Linked DNA regions of Drosophila melanogaster: region 2 is linked to region 1. The links are chromatin contacts, called in public Hi-C maps. All regions are on one chromosome and are shown on one strand. The core of a region is the stretch at or near the end of the contact, and the rest is flanking DNA. Distances in the headings are between cores, read along the strand shown. Region 1 holds the start of CG5290. Region 2 overlaps Eip75B (Ecdysone-induced protein 75B).

What was found. Hi-C and Micro-C count contacts between places; a contact is called where the count stands out from the background.
Region 2: a contact with region 1 is called in a Hi-C map of the Kc167 cell line, with 5 times the contacts expected there. A contact is called at or near these places in 7 of 107 Hi-C or Micro-C datasets (the Clone 8 cell line, the Kc167 cell line, the S2 cell line and 2 more) and 2 of 7 datasets of targeted methods (the Kc167 cell line and the S2 cell line).

Annotation. Positions count from the first base shown.
Region 1 is chr3L:17,910,219-17,917,073 of dm6, reverse strand. It overlaps CG5290, which reads left to right and starts at 4,509. Exons shown (of 4, transcript NM_140769.3): 1 at 4,509-4,826; 2 at 4,878-5,248; 3 at 5,303-5,805; 4 at 5,867-6,855. The coding sequence starts at 4,763.
Region 2 is chr3L:18,012,208-18,019,650 of dm6, reverse strand. The region is part of intron 3 of Eip75B (Ecdysone-induced protein 75B); the gene reads left to right. Among named protein-coding and RNA genes, the nearest start is that of lncRNA:CR45922, 22 kb to the left of the region's middle.

The DNA.
Region 1 (6,855 bases), core at 3,260-5,759:
TGCTTAGGTAATTTGCCAGCTTTGTAGTGCAATGGGATTCACAGGGCTGAAATGCGTAATTCATTCTAACTAAACCTTAGCTAGCAAATGCGATAATCGCGAAAGTAATCAGTGCTGTACAAATCAAGTCAATGTAGAATGCACAAGATTAGTGTTGGGAAGGGATAACTAACCGAATAACTAATATCTATTATTCTATTACTATAATTTTATTTCTTGAAGAAGAAAAAAGTAAATATCTTTAAATGTTATTCCTTCAAACGCAAAACTTCACACTCAATATATCTAAATACAATGATAACAGAAAAATTTCATACATCAAGCAGATAAATGGTTCAAATTCGCATCGTCGGTTCTAAGAATTCCAAATACATTTTTGTATTTGTGAGTATGTATATATTACACTTCTCAATTCTATCTGCAAATTATAAATTTTTTAAATGTCACATGGTATTTTCATGGCCTTAAAGATAAAATTTTTGTTTCTATGCGACTATTAATTTCATACTTCCCCCGACTCATCATTTTGTTATGATGCTCAAATATATTTCTGCAGTCAGCACCTTTTAGCCAATTGCGCATCAAGTCCGTGGTGTTTCTATTTCAACGGCCCCATCCCCAGAACAAAAACTATTTTCAAAGATCTCCTCTGTCACTCAAGTCGCTACAATGTTGTTATCCCCGTTCAGCGATTGTGGTTCTGGGGGCAATGGATGTGGATGTCCAAGTATGATCAAATTTTGGCTCTGCCATTTTTTGCTTGGCAGTCGTTATTTGATCGCAACCAGAAACGAGTAGCCGCTGTGTGAGTGGGCGGGGCGGCGAGCGGGTTGGTTTTAGAAGGCGGTGGAGAGGAGGCTGCTCAAGGTCGCCGCGTCTCCGTGCTGCTCGCGCTGAATAATTAAGTGCGAAATAAATTAATTTCGGTAGAACTTTTTAGCATGCGTTGTGTGGCATTTTAGTCATAGTCAGCACACAGCGAAAAATGAAAATTTATCAAGCAGTTTAGTTGAATGGTATATTGTTATGAGTTTTCCGATGGATTGAAGGGTACATAATAAGTCCATAGTCTAGAGTCTCGACTATCAGATACCCATTACTTTGCTAGACGAAGTGCGAGGAAATTATTTGGAAATTCTTTTAAAATCTCTTTCTTTATATATTTGTACGATATATATAGATCTCGATGTTTATACGGACAGACAGTGATTCTGAAATACATGTTTTCTTCAGGATAAGTTACTTACTCTATCTTTTTCTAACAAAATCGATAACTTATAGCTTCTAATAACCGAAAAAAGACTTTTTGCCAAACACTCTTGTGCCACTTTCAACACAAACGATAACTAAACTGCAAAGTGCAGCAGTTGAAAATGCAATTATTTACATCAAGCGAAAGCTACAACGAAATGGGAAACGCTGGAATGCAGTAAATAATTTCTTCGTCAAAACCTAATTGGGCATTTAACAAATTTTATGAGCATTTAAAAAGTAAAAATTTTAATAAATTTAGCACAAACTATTGACCCCGAAGCCAGCCTTTTGAGTCCGCCTTTGGGCAAAAGGGGCACTCGGCGAATGGGGCACAAAGTTTCGTGAAAGTTGCGGCGCGAAAGTGAAAACTTATTTGAGGCTGAAAATGTTGCGCCGGCGCCGGAGACATGGAAACCCACTGACATCGATTCCGCGGATGAATGAAACGAGGGGGGAAAATCAGAGAACAAAGCTGGCGCACAAATCGAGTAGCCAAATGTTTGAGCAACTGGGGCTGGCTTTTATGTCATAGCAATTAAATTATTTCAGGCGAGCGCTGGTCGACAAGTAAAAATGAACGCTTTAACAAATTATATTTATTTGCATTTATTTGCCATAACAAAAGCACACAAATACATCTCTGAAAAAAAAGTAAATACGAATATATTGAAACAAAACCCGAACGACCTTGAATGGCTGGGCTGCAAGCAAAACAGGCAAATAGAAACATTAAAAAGGCTAAAACAAAATAAGAAAATATAAATTAACCGAAATGCAATTAAACCCACCAAAACAGATATAAATAAATATAAATAGAGATGGAGACAGCGAACAAATGTTTTGAGCTTAGAACTTTAATTTATTTATGTGGACCAGTTAAACAAATAAAAAACTAAAGGATTATTTATTTCTAGACAGGTTGGAAATGTTCTTTTGTTTTGAACAGGAACTTGGCTAAAAGAAATATTAAAAATCTTAAACAAACTTTTTTTATTTGCAAAAATTAATACATTAATAATTTATATACATTTATAATACATAATAGAGTTATTCTAGATGTAATAAAAATTCTAAATAAATTAATTGTGAAATCTTATACTTTTGTTTATTTTTAAGGCGATACGAGCTCAAGTTTTTTTCCAATCAGCTCAGATTAAAATAAAAATGTATGTATCTGAAAATGATAAAGCACATAATGTACCAAAATATATGTATTATTCTTCATAATTTTGTTTAACAAAAAACAATAGTATGTCTGCTTATTAAGAACCCAATTGATTCATTGAATTTCATTCACCATTGTTTTGATTTGGACTTTAGTCATTTGCGTATCTGCAGTGAATGTTTGCATCTTTATTTTTTTTTTGTACCTGTGTGAGGGCATTTGTATCTGCATTATTCATGACTGACGTGCAACTTGCAGCCTAGCAACTGGAGATAAAAACAAAAAAATAAAACCGAACTGCCCGTTTTGGGTCATGATGACGTCCACTTGGAAGCCGCGTGCCGGCTTCAATTCACCGGATTCGATTCGAGTGCATTTGAATGCGTTGTGCACTTGGCCATGCAACGCAGGCGTGAAAGAGAGTGCACTGCAATAAAGAGGGAGAGAGCGGAATAATCGCGCCAAAATGACAAAATCTTTTATGCTGACTACTAAGCCAAGCTCAGCAGAAAACTTGAAACTCGAAGAGATACTACAGGCAAAAAGAGTATTTTTTAAATAAGAGAAATAAAAGCTTTTTTCTCTTTTGATTATGTGGTGGAATTCAAATTTTAAAAAATTTAAGAGTTACATGGAAGTTAGCCGTTAAAAAAGCTTAGACCTGTTGAGAGTTAAAAAAGAAAAAATTTTAAAAATTGAAATAAAATGAGTTGAAAATGTTTATAGTAATTAGTCTAGAACTTTCTTAAGTTCAATATTATAAGCGCAATGAGGGCTTACAAACAATTATTGCATACGTATGATATTACAAAATCAGGAACTAATTAACGAAGGTTAGGAAACATAAAACATATATGTATCTTAATACATTTTTAGTTAGTTCTACTTCTAAGATATAATGATTCACAAACAATCCATATTAATGTGAGTATTTGAAACTCAAGAATTTATCTTAAATTTAAAAAATTAATAACAAGGTGTAATCTAGTTTGTAGAACTAATTAAAATTCCATTAAAATAATACAGCCGCATTTAGGTCCAATGAGTTGGTAACGGGAAATACCATCCTTATCTTACCACCGGATTTGTTTGGCAGATTCCATTCGACGATAAGTGTTCGCAGATAGACCCACACATCGCAATTAAATGGCACTGATACCCTTTATCGCATCTTGTGCTATTGGGTTTCGCCGGAATATACAAAGTATCTGCCAGATACGATTTCTTTTGTTTCTCCGCCGGCAACTGTACTGCGTTTTTGGGGGGGCTGTGCTCGATGCCAATGCCCCACCCGCACCACCACCCCCTCGGCAACTCAGCGCGTTCTCCGATAGCGACGGCAATCGACGACCTTGACCGTGAAATTTAAATTTAGAAGCTACGGCGGCGGCTAAGACGTAAAAAATAAAATACCACCAAGCTTTTCGAAGCTATCTTCGCCAGTGTATTAGTCATTGTGTGTTCTGGCAATTGCAGAAAAAGCTGCGCTCTATCATCGGTAATTCCCCTGCACTCTCCCAATAATAACAAAGATTCTTTAAAAATAAATTTGTCCATTTCACGAGTTTGCTTCATGTGACTTATATAAATATTCAAGTGAGGCGGGCAGCTATTTTAAAAAGCAATTTAATGAAACATGAACTTGCGTACTGGCGCCGTCGCGACTTGGTCAATGATGTAAATCCGTCTAATTGCACGAAATTGAAGGCAGCACCAATCGGCGCAGGGCGATTTTAGGTAACGTAAGGCTAAAAATAATGTCTGTTCTTTTGATTAGCTGATTTGTAGATGCGTTTGAAATTACCGCCAAGACAAAGTGTTGGTTAGCTTTATGCAGGTCATTTGGTATTTATAATACTGAATTTTAATACCCTTGAAGAGTTCTTCACTTCACTTCATTTGTTGAAAGTTTTTAGATTGCGCGCAATAGACATAAAATGTATTCATTGACAGAAAGGATATTTAGTTGCTACTATTTAATTAGCTTACTAAGATGGTAGAGAGGGACTGCTTGTTATTAGAAACGAGGTATTTTCCTTTAAATTTTCCGCCTTTAGTAGCGATATTTTGGATCAGCTGATTATTTGCGGAACATTCGGGAACTCCCATCACTAATAAACAATCTGCACGATTTAAAAACATTCTAGAAACACGCTTTAAATGACTGTTAAGCAATTAAATTAAGATTGAATTAATTCAAGAAAAACCGTTAACGTACCAACCAAGTAAAGTTTCTCTTATAAAGTAGTAACTTTGCCTTAAATCAAGCCGGTATTTTTAAACACGTGAAGCACGTGGATTGTTTATCCAAAATATACAACAATTTCATCAAAAGCTTTTATAATGGTTGCCGATATATTCAGTGAATATTATATATGCAATTTCAACGATGCGGTGACAGTTGAAGGTACAAATAATAATAATAGCCCGTAATATCTGATATAAAAACTGCCCATAGATCTGCCCGCGGATGAGACACTGCGTCAATTGTGGACCCGCCAGAAACTGTGGACAATAGATGAACTCCGGGAGATCCTTCAACGCTGGCAGGAGCATGTCAAGCCAGATCCGAATGATAATCCCACCTCACAACTCAAGGATTTCCTGCTGCTGATATTCGCTTTTGTTCAAAACAGTTTTACTGGGCCCTTTGACAAACTCGAAGAGTACCAACAAATCCATAGTGAACTAGAGCTGGAGAAACTCGACGCACTCGAGAAACTGAAGGCCAGCGGCGAGGAACTGAATCCAAATGTAAAATCTGTAGAACTACTACTGATTGCCAGGGAAATCCTTGAGGGACTTTTAGAAAACCATCCAGAATCAAAGGTTTGTTGGCTTCAGTGAAATGCACTGCTGTTTATTAATGAGCGATATACTTAGGTCCTGATTTGGTGGCGATTGCGTCTGATCTGCCTGCATCAACATGTGCTGGATGATTTGGCGGCCTCCCTGTATGAGCAGTTTAAGTCAGCAGCTGGACATCTTCAGGCTCATTTCAATCAGTTTGAGAGCAGGGAACTGCAATCCCTGCTACTACTGGAGTTGGCCAATGGCTACCTGCAGTTTCATCGCTCTGAAATAGCCTCCCAAATACTGGATGAACTGTGCAAGCATCTCCAGGTGGAGCTAAAAGTTGAGGGTTTACTAGGAGTACGCACCAAATTCCAGCAGAAGGCCCTGCCACAACTCTGCCTCAAAGTTGAGCATCTAAACGAGCAGCAGCCTCTGCCTCCAGCCGTCCAAACAAATGAGACGACCAAATTGCCAAAACTGCTTCTTCTGGAGGATGACACGCGACTGGAGCGGATACGCTTTGTGGAACTGAAGGACAACGAAGTGATGACGCTTCCCAGTGTTCTCCAAGCTCTGGTGCTGGCCAAAGTGTAAGAATGGCTAATGGTGCATAATATTTTTCTGATATACTAAAATCTTTCCTTTACACAGAAAGCAATTGAAACGCTCAACGCCTAAGGATCGCCTGGCGGATGAACAACTGGAGCCGTATACACAAACCCTACTTTACCAGGAACACGGACCATTCCAAGTCCGGCAGTCAGCCCTTCTTCTAAACTGCCTTCAGGAATCGAATCAAAGAAGGACAGTCGAACGCAGCTGGAAACAATGCGAGGAGTGTGTCAAACTGCTTGACACCTCCGAGGAGGAGCTATCGCTGCGATCCCGACTCTCCTACGGTTTCGCCGCCCACTTGAGTCCCAAGTGGCAGGTGCAGCTACAGCTTGTCGACTTGCTGCGATCCTTGGGCATGACCAAAACAGCTCTGGACATCTGTCTTCGCATACACGCCTGGCAGCAGGTGATCGAGTGCTACACGAGTCTGGAACTCCGTCACAAGGCAGCGGAGATCATCAGGCAGGAACTGGAGAAGAAGCCAACGGCATTGCTGTACTGCCTCCTTGGCGATGCTATCGATGATCCTTCGTTCTATGAGCAGGCTTGGTTGTATTCCAAAAAGACAAGTGGAAAAGCTCAAGCCTATTGGGGCAACCATTTCTATAGGAGTGCGGATTATGCCCAGGCAATGGATCACTTCGAGATTTCGCTAGAGATTAACAACTTGCAGGAAGCGATTCTTTTGCGCTGTGGCTACTGTGCAATCCAACTGGAACGCTGGGAGCCGGCTGTTAAATATTATTTGGCTTACACCCACCTGGAACCCAATGGATTCGAATCCTGGAATAACCTAGCCAAGGCCCTGATTAAATTGGGTGACAAACAGCGGGCCCATCGTGTTCTTGGTGAGGCCTTGAAGTGCAACTACAGCAACTGGAAGGTTTGGGAGAACTACATGCTGGTGTCCGTGGATACTTCCCACTGGGACGACGCCATGCGGGCTTACCAGCGCATGGCGGAGCTAAAGCAGCACTACCTCGATCAGGAAGTGCTAACCCGTATTGTTTACGGAGTTTCCAAGG
Region 2 (7,443 bases), core at 1,646-4,145, 100 kb before region 1:
ATATAAATCAATATAAAACACATACCACCAATTTTTGGTAAATTTGTATGATTACATAGGTGCGTTCGATTTTTTGTAAGCTACAAAAAGATTTGAAGATTGCCTTGAAAATAGTTTAAGTTTCCTCATAGATCTTTAGATACCTGTTGATCTTTACAATCTCTTTTATATATGCTAGACTTTTCTATTCAATTGCGTAGCGATCCGTCAAAGTGATCTCAAATTCTAATTGCCTTGATCGAAGGTGATGCATAAACCCTTTACTTGGATTGGATTTTTTCAATTTTTTTAGGGTTGGCTGGGAACTTTATGCGCATTGCAAATTCAGTTTGGGCCCTTACACTTAAGTGATTCTCAATGCGATACGCTCCTTCCACCCTTCTCTTTTCTCCTTCCGCCCTCTTTTCCCCCCGCCGAATATCTCTCTTTTTCGTGTGGCAGCTTTTCTCCTTTGGCTTCTTTCAAGGTTGTTCGGACATTGACATTTTCATTATTTGGTGAGTTCTCTTTTTATGCCAAAAAAGTTTGGTTTTCGGTTTTGCAGTGTCTTCTTCTTGTTCGTTTTTTGGTGCGTATTCTTCTCCCTATGCTTTTTCTTATGGTTCTTTGTCTTTTTTTTATTTTTGTTAATGTTGCCCGCATAAAATTTTGAGTTGATCCAAAGCGGTTTGCTCAATAGTCTTTCATTTCTCTTCTGTTTTTTTTTTTCGGAGCTTCCTACAAAATGGCGAACAACGTGCCACGAGCCACGTAACTCCCCCAAAAGCCCCCTACCTGGTTTCTAGGGCAATATTTCGTTGGTTACCTCTATCCATGCAGGGTATTTTAGCATTTTGAACACGTTCGCCCCTTAGCCCTTGACTTTGAAATCGAGTTGGGTTGGGTTCTGCTTGGGTTTTGCGTTTAGAGATTATGTTCTCGGTTTCGCGCTAGGTAGATAATTCGTAGATATTTGGGGCCGACTTCCTCCTTCTTTTGTGCTGAAGTTCAAGTTCGTTCTACGCATTTTAAATGCTGCCTGCGTTCGCGCTGTGTATAATCGTTTAAATTCTGTGATTTTTTTTTCGTTTGCGCCCCTGAGGCAATTGTAATTGACACTTGAATATGCCAAACGCACAGCTGAGCGTGAAAGAGGGGTGTGGGGCCGCTTTTGGCCGCTTGGCAACTGAGCCATGACATGGCCAAAACTAAGCACCAAGCAAAAGTTACTTGAACTCGCCTAATTACGCGAATTACGATTGTCTAACTTCGACCGAACCGAGCCTCAAAAGTGACTCTGCGAAAATTCTCATAATTTTTAATAGGCTTTTGCCAGTTGGAACCTTTTAACTCCAAAGCGTTTGGCGAAATGACATCACCAGTCATCAGTTCAGACCCTCCTAATCGTATTAATCATGGCAAAGCACACGCACTCGCATAATTAGCAATAAAACATCTAACAACTATCATTAGAACTGAAAGCCTAACAAATTCTAAAACAAGATCCGCCAGCATTTTGCACAAATTTTGAAAGGAACTTTAATTGAGGCACATATGGATTTTACTCCAGCCCACACTTCTTTTAGAACTCGTACACTCTATGAATAATTATCACACTTTTTAGTATGATAATCGCCAAACAGCTCAAAACGAATCCCAAAAAAATAACCACGAAATGCACTTGAAAACATACTTTCCCAACTTACTTTCCTCAAAAACCAAAACAAACAATCCCAGTGAAATGCCGATGCCCATTAACCTATTTCACTTGCCCAAGACGCTGTCCAAATAAAGAAAGCAGGCCATGGCCACGTTACATAACTGAATGAAAGACGAAGAAAGTAGCAAAGAGAAAGAACGAAATAGCATAACCGAAGATAGCAACAGCTGGAGAAAAAAAAAAAAAGAAAAGAGGATGTGAGCTCTTACTGCGATCTCAACTTTTGATTTCAGCATCACCTTAGAAGAACACATAGTGTACTCGGTTCGGTATTTATATAGTTTTCAAGTGTTACTTCTTATTTTCTGGAGAACAGAGATGCTATCAGTAATGGATTGAAGTAACCGAAACTGAAAAAAGAAAAAGTCGATGAACAACTTTCCGTTTTTTTGTGCCAGTAAACATTATAATATACATAGCAATAATTCAAATTGAAATTGGAAAAGAATGCGAAAGAGATCGTGATAGGAAACGATTCCAGCCAACATTTAAATCTGACCTTCCCAGCGAGTTTTGACCCTTGTCGTTGCCAAATTATTATTTGGCCTTTGCCTCTACTCTTCGATCATCGACAGAAGTTTTGTTTGAACAAGTTTCCAGCAGATTATTTCGTTAATTAACGAGTGTCGAAACTGGTTCTCCGCGCGCATAAGATCATCGGAGATAATTTCGGGCCTCAAACAAATCAAGTTGATATCGTTTTAACACCCGCACAAGTTTCAAATCGTTTCAAACTATTTCCTATGCTCAAGTGATCGCAATACCCTTGCAGAGGCCTATCAGCTTGGGTGCAAAGCTTGTGAAGGATACACAGGACACAAAAAGGATAGATGTAGTCCACTAATATATTAGAAATAATTTAATGTTAAATACACTCCATATTATTTATTTTAATAAGAAGAATAAATAATTTATTAGTTATATTTATTCGAGAAATATCTAATGCTACAATTTCTATTACACAACTTTTATGAAAGGGTGATGATGTTTCGTATGTAGATCATTCCACAAATATGTATCTTTTTTGGGATGTGGAGCTTGGGTTTCTTACCTTCCTTTCCATTTGATCCCCGTCTTGGACTCTCCGTCTCCTTTCCTCTCTGTCTTCCTTTCCATTTCCATCTCGCTTCCTCAGAGCAGCTCATTCGAAAATCGTTCTAGTTTCATTAAACCGCAAAGAGAGCGATCGAGAGCGCTATTTGAGTGTGTTAGTGAGGAGGAGAGAGATAATTTGGCGATTGTATTAGTGTTCGGGTGCTGCCCGCACTTCGTGTTTTTCGATTCGTTTCATTTTATTTTATTTTATTTCGTTTCCCATTGTGCGTGTGCGTAGCAAGTTTACTGACCTTGAACTTCGAAATAATTTTCTGTGTATGTACACCGAAAATGAGACCATCACGCATACATACATATGTACAAAAAAAAATACCCGCACACGCATTTTAAAATAGAGAGCTACATAAATGTTATTTGGGCTGCCCGAAACAATTGTTGTACTCGCACTTGGAGGCAGAACTTTGTCCGTCTAAATATTTTCATTGTTTTCTCTAGTGGAGTGAACTCGGCAAACGCACAAACGCAATTTGTATCTGAGTGGCTAAAAATAAGGAATTGTATCTCATGGACACACGATTAGCTATTTGCCCCCGCAGCGCCATCTGTCGGAGTCCATTCGACTTAACCTTCGATGCTGGCGATTTGTCCTCCTGTCGGAAACGTGTTTATTTGGGGCACAAACACTTTTGACAAGATATCCATTTAACTATTTCTAATAATTTAAAATATAAGGGGCTTTCGTTTAATCATACAAAACATATAATTCACGAAACAATCTTATAAATTTGCCAAATCTTATATGCATATAAACATTTTTATTATTGAAGTAAACGCTAAATTAATTTTCAACTGAGCTATTATTAATCTCAATTTCAACAGTATAGTAAGCTATTTACGATTTACCCACCCATGGGCCCAAATACGCGATATTAACCCCTATGCAAACGATTATGTTTATCTATTTCGTTCACGTGTATTTCAATGATAAGATAAGTTTAGTTATATTTTACCTGTTCTACATATGTATATGTACTATATACGAACATATACATACATATATGGAGCTGGGCTCGCTGAACTCTAGCAAGGGCTTTTTGCGCACTTGGCAATATTATTTTGCCCCTGGTGCGGTCATACGCCTATACCGAATCAGAAGCAACAAACATGTATGTACATATCTATGTACATATACATACATATGTACATCGCAACATACAAAAAACGCGGAAATGATCTAAAATCGGGAGTGGGGGTTAAACCTTGGAATAAGTTTGATAAGAGCGTGTTTTTGATTACCCTTCCATTGTAGCATTCGACATTTGTTAACTAATTTGGCTCATCATATATTCTCGATTCTTTCCATTCCAGGTGAGTGATACGAACCCCGAAACTAAGTGCTAACCTTTAGTGGTAAATCGAGGAACTCATTTGGTATGCCAACGAATCCGAGGAGTGGTCGGTGGAATCATTAATTTCTTATGCCACAGGTGCCTGTGGGCCAGGTACCGTTCTATTCTGATTGGGAAGTTTCTGGGATCTGTGCGAGCCTGTTTTCTAAGTGCGCTAGGTTATGGTTGCCCAGTTCTGGGTCTTGAGGCAGGTAGAAGACAGTAGGCGTGTATCCCTCAAAAGGTTCTTTGTGGGCTCGGTTGATGAATGAACTGTCAGTCGATAGCATTGCCGTAATTTAACCGGCTTTATACGTTTATATTTTTATTGGTACCTGTTGTATGATTGTATGATCCTATTGCTGCAAGACATTATACATTGCATTCGGTTTGAAATAGAGTTGGAGCAGTCTTTCCTTTTCATCTACTTCGAGAATTAGAAGTATGAAGTACAAATTAAATTATTATAGATATAAGCATAATTTGACAAGCACTCAATTCGCCAGCATGACTCTTTGCCTATATAGAGATCTACAACACTTAAATATTCCCTGGAAAGTAAAATAATAAAATGGAAAAATCAAAGAAGAAAATGACGAACATTTTGGCGTTGGTGAAAATGCAAAGCGCAAAAGAAAACAGCTAGAATCGACCAGAAAAAGAAAACCGAAGAAAAACAACCATTATGAAGGGAAAAGGTAGAAATTATATGACCGAATGACTCGCAATTGGACTCGGGACTCGGACTTGCTGGCGGTCGATGCCACGAATCTAGGTTATTACGCCGAAAATAATTAAAAATACAATAAACCCCGAGCAGAGAAAAAAAAGAAAGAAAAGGGGCCGAAAGAGACTCCCTGAAATTTCGTAAATCATGCAAAATTGTTACAAAAGACGTTCTTCCCCTTGCTTGGCTTCCCGCGACTTTTGGGCCGCCACTCTTCTCTTTGACTGCTTCGTTTCTTTGTCTTGGCCAAATTATTCATACCTCTTACACGTGTTTCAAGTTCATTGCCAAATTTCGGCACGACCACAGCCGTCCAGAAAGAGACGGCCACAATGTGAAGTATAGAGAGGGATGTATAGCACTTGGTACAGACTTTTCTGTTGGGCGGTTTCTTTTCTGCCCGGTTTTCGCTTTTCTGGTTTGGCTTATGATTCCGTCGAGCTGAGTTGGCCAAAAGCATTTTCTGCTCCCTGGGACTGAGTGACTGACTGACCGACCGAGCTAGCAAACTGCTGATCTGGCAAGAAGATATCCATATTTGTCTTTTAACATCAGTTGGCTTATGTAGATTTGGAAGTCTAAGAAGTGATCGCAACTCCAAGCTAAAAGCGATTGGGTTAGGCAATGATATTTGTAAGTCGAATATTTAGAGATACGAGAAGCAAGTTCAAATTCACAAATTTTATAAAAGTGGAAGTCTCTTCTATCTATTCTAATATTTCGAAGTTTGTTAAGCTTAGTGCGCAAGGCGGTCTTTAAAATAGAAAACAATATTTTTTAAATAATACAGATGTGTTAAATATAAATGTAAATATAGATAAGGATTTATAGATGTATATGTCATTAAAAATTGATTTCGAATATCTCCCACACTTTCCACCAAAGCCTGGCCATTTCCTTTCTCCTTCCTAACTTTTTGAATTGCCTGCGGCGATCTCCATTTTCCATATTTGACTACTTAAAGGCTTGTCTGACTGTAAAAACACACAGAATCCCACGCCACGAGTGACGCATTTTATTCACCCTCCCCCCCCCCTCCATCGCACACTTTTTTGTTGTTGGTTTGTTTGTTTGATTGTCCCACCAACGTCATCGCCACTGCCCACTGAATCCGGCATTCACTTTGGCCGCCTCCACTTGGCAAAGCCACTCGATCTGCAGCCTCGTTGCGATCATTGCACTTTGCGTCTGCGGTCGTCGTGTTGCAAATTGTGTGTTGACTGCGAAAGAACCAGTTTCTCTGCAGCTCCGAACTCGCCAAACTGGAAACGATCGCTTCGCGGACTTCGTGTTGCAAGTTGCAGAGCAGCGGATCGGCATCGTCTGTCTTTCTCCGGTCGGTCAATGGTTCTCTGGTTCATTGCCATTGCGCTGGGGGTAACTAACCCAGCAAACGAGGCATACCACACCATACCAAACCACACTACACCGTTTGCGAGTACCATACAACAATATCGTTGAAAAAAAAAAAAAAAAAAAAAAACGCGACGACAACAAGTTTTGCAGCGTCATTTTGCCAACAACGTTGTAGTTGTCGTTGTCGTTGTCGCTGCTCGGCTGGCATGTTGTTAACTGAAGCAAGGACGTTGTCTTTGGTGAAAATGCATGGGTGTTTGTGGAAATGTATGGCTCTTGAAGATCTTCGTATGCCGTACTGTAGTAGTATGCCGCTGGGCCGGCCATTCACTCGCACAATCGCCCATGTGCGAAAAGAAAATCAAATAAAATGAGATGACTAAACGATAGATAAATACTCTGCTGCGGCTCAACTTTGCTGTTGGAGTTGTTCGAGTTGTTGTTATAGCCTAGCCTCTTGGTTCGTTGACTTACAAATGGCTGTACGTCCCATCGAGTTGTTGTTGTTGCTGTTGTTGTTGTGGCATGTGAGCTGTTGATTGCAGTTAGCTGTTTGTGTTTTTGTTCGGCGTAGAGAAAACACAGTTTGAGCCTCAAGGGAAATTTGGAAAATTGGAAAAGCGAAGAGGAAAATCAAAATTGGATTTAGTTTTTAATTTAGATGTTTATTATTTTCTATATGCTAATATCATGGATACAAGGATGTGAATGTTGCATTAAATAGAAAAATTCTTACTAACAAATTAAACGTTTGATATGGTTTGATTTTTTGTAAGGAAAATCTTTTCATTTCAATTGTTTATATAATCCTTTTCATGCATATTGCAATTTAATTTAAAAATACACGTACTCATCTCCGATGCCACTTTCAGTTAAAACTGAACTGCAACAATGTCAACAACCTGACTTCCCATTGTGACTCAGTCGAGATCGAGATCGGTTCGTGAACTTCTCCAGACATTAACTGTGTCGATCGATTCATTTTGTTCCCTTATTTTGTCACTGAATTCTCCACACATTTCATAAGATTATTTCCAGTAATCGAAATGCGAATTCAATTCAATCGACGTGTGGCAGGGATATTAATCAGAGCGAAATATCCCCCACAATCGTAATAATTATCGCATTGGCTTACATTCGTTCTCGTTGCGAAGAATTGTGGCCCGTCACGATTGTATTGTACAATCAGCGATATGTCATTACCCACTACTATATGT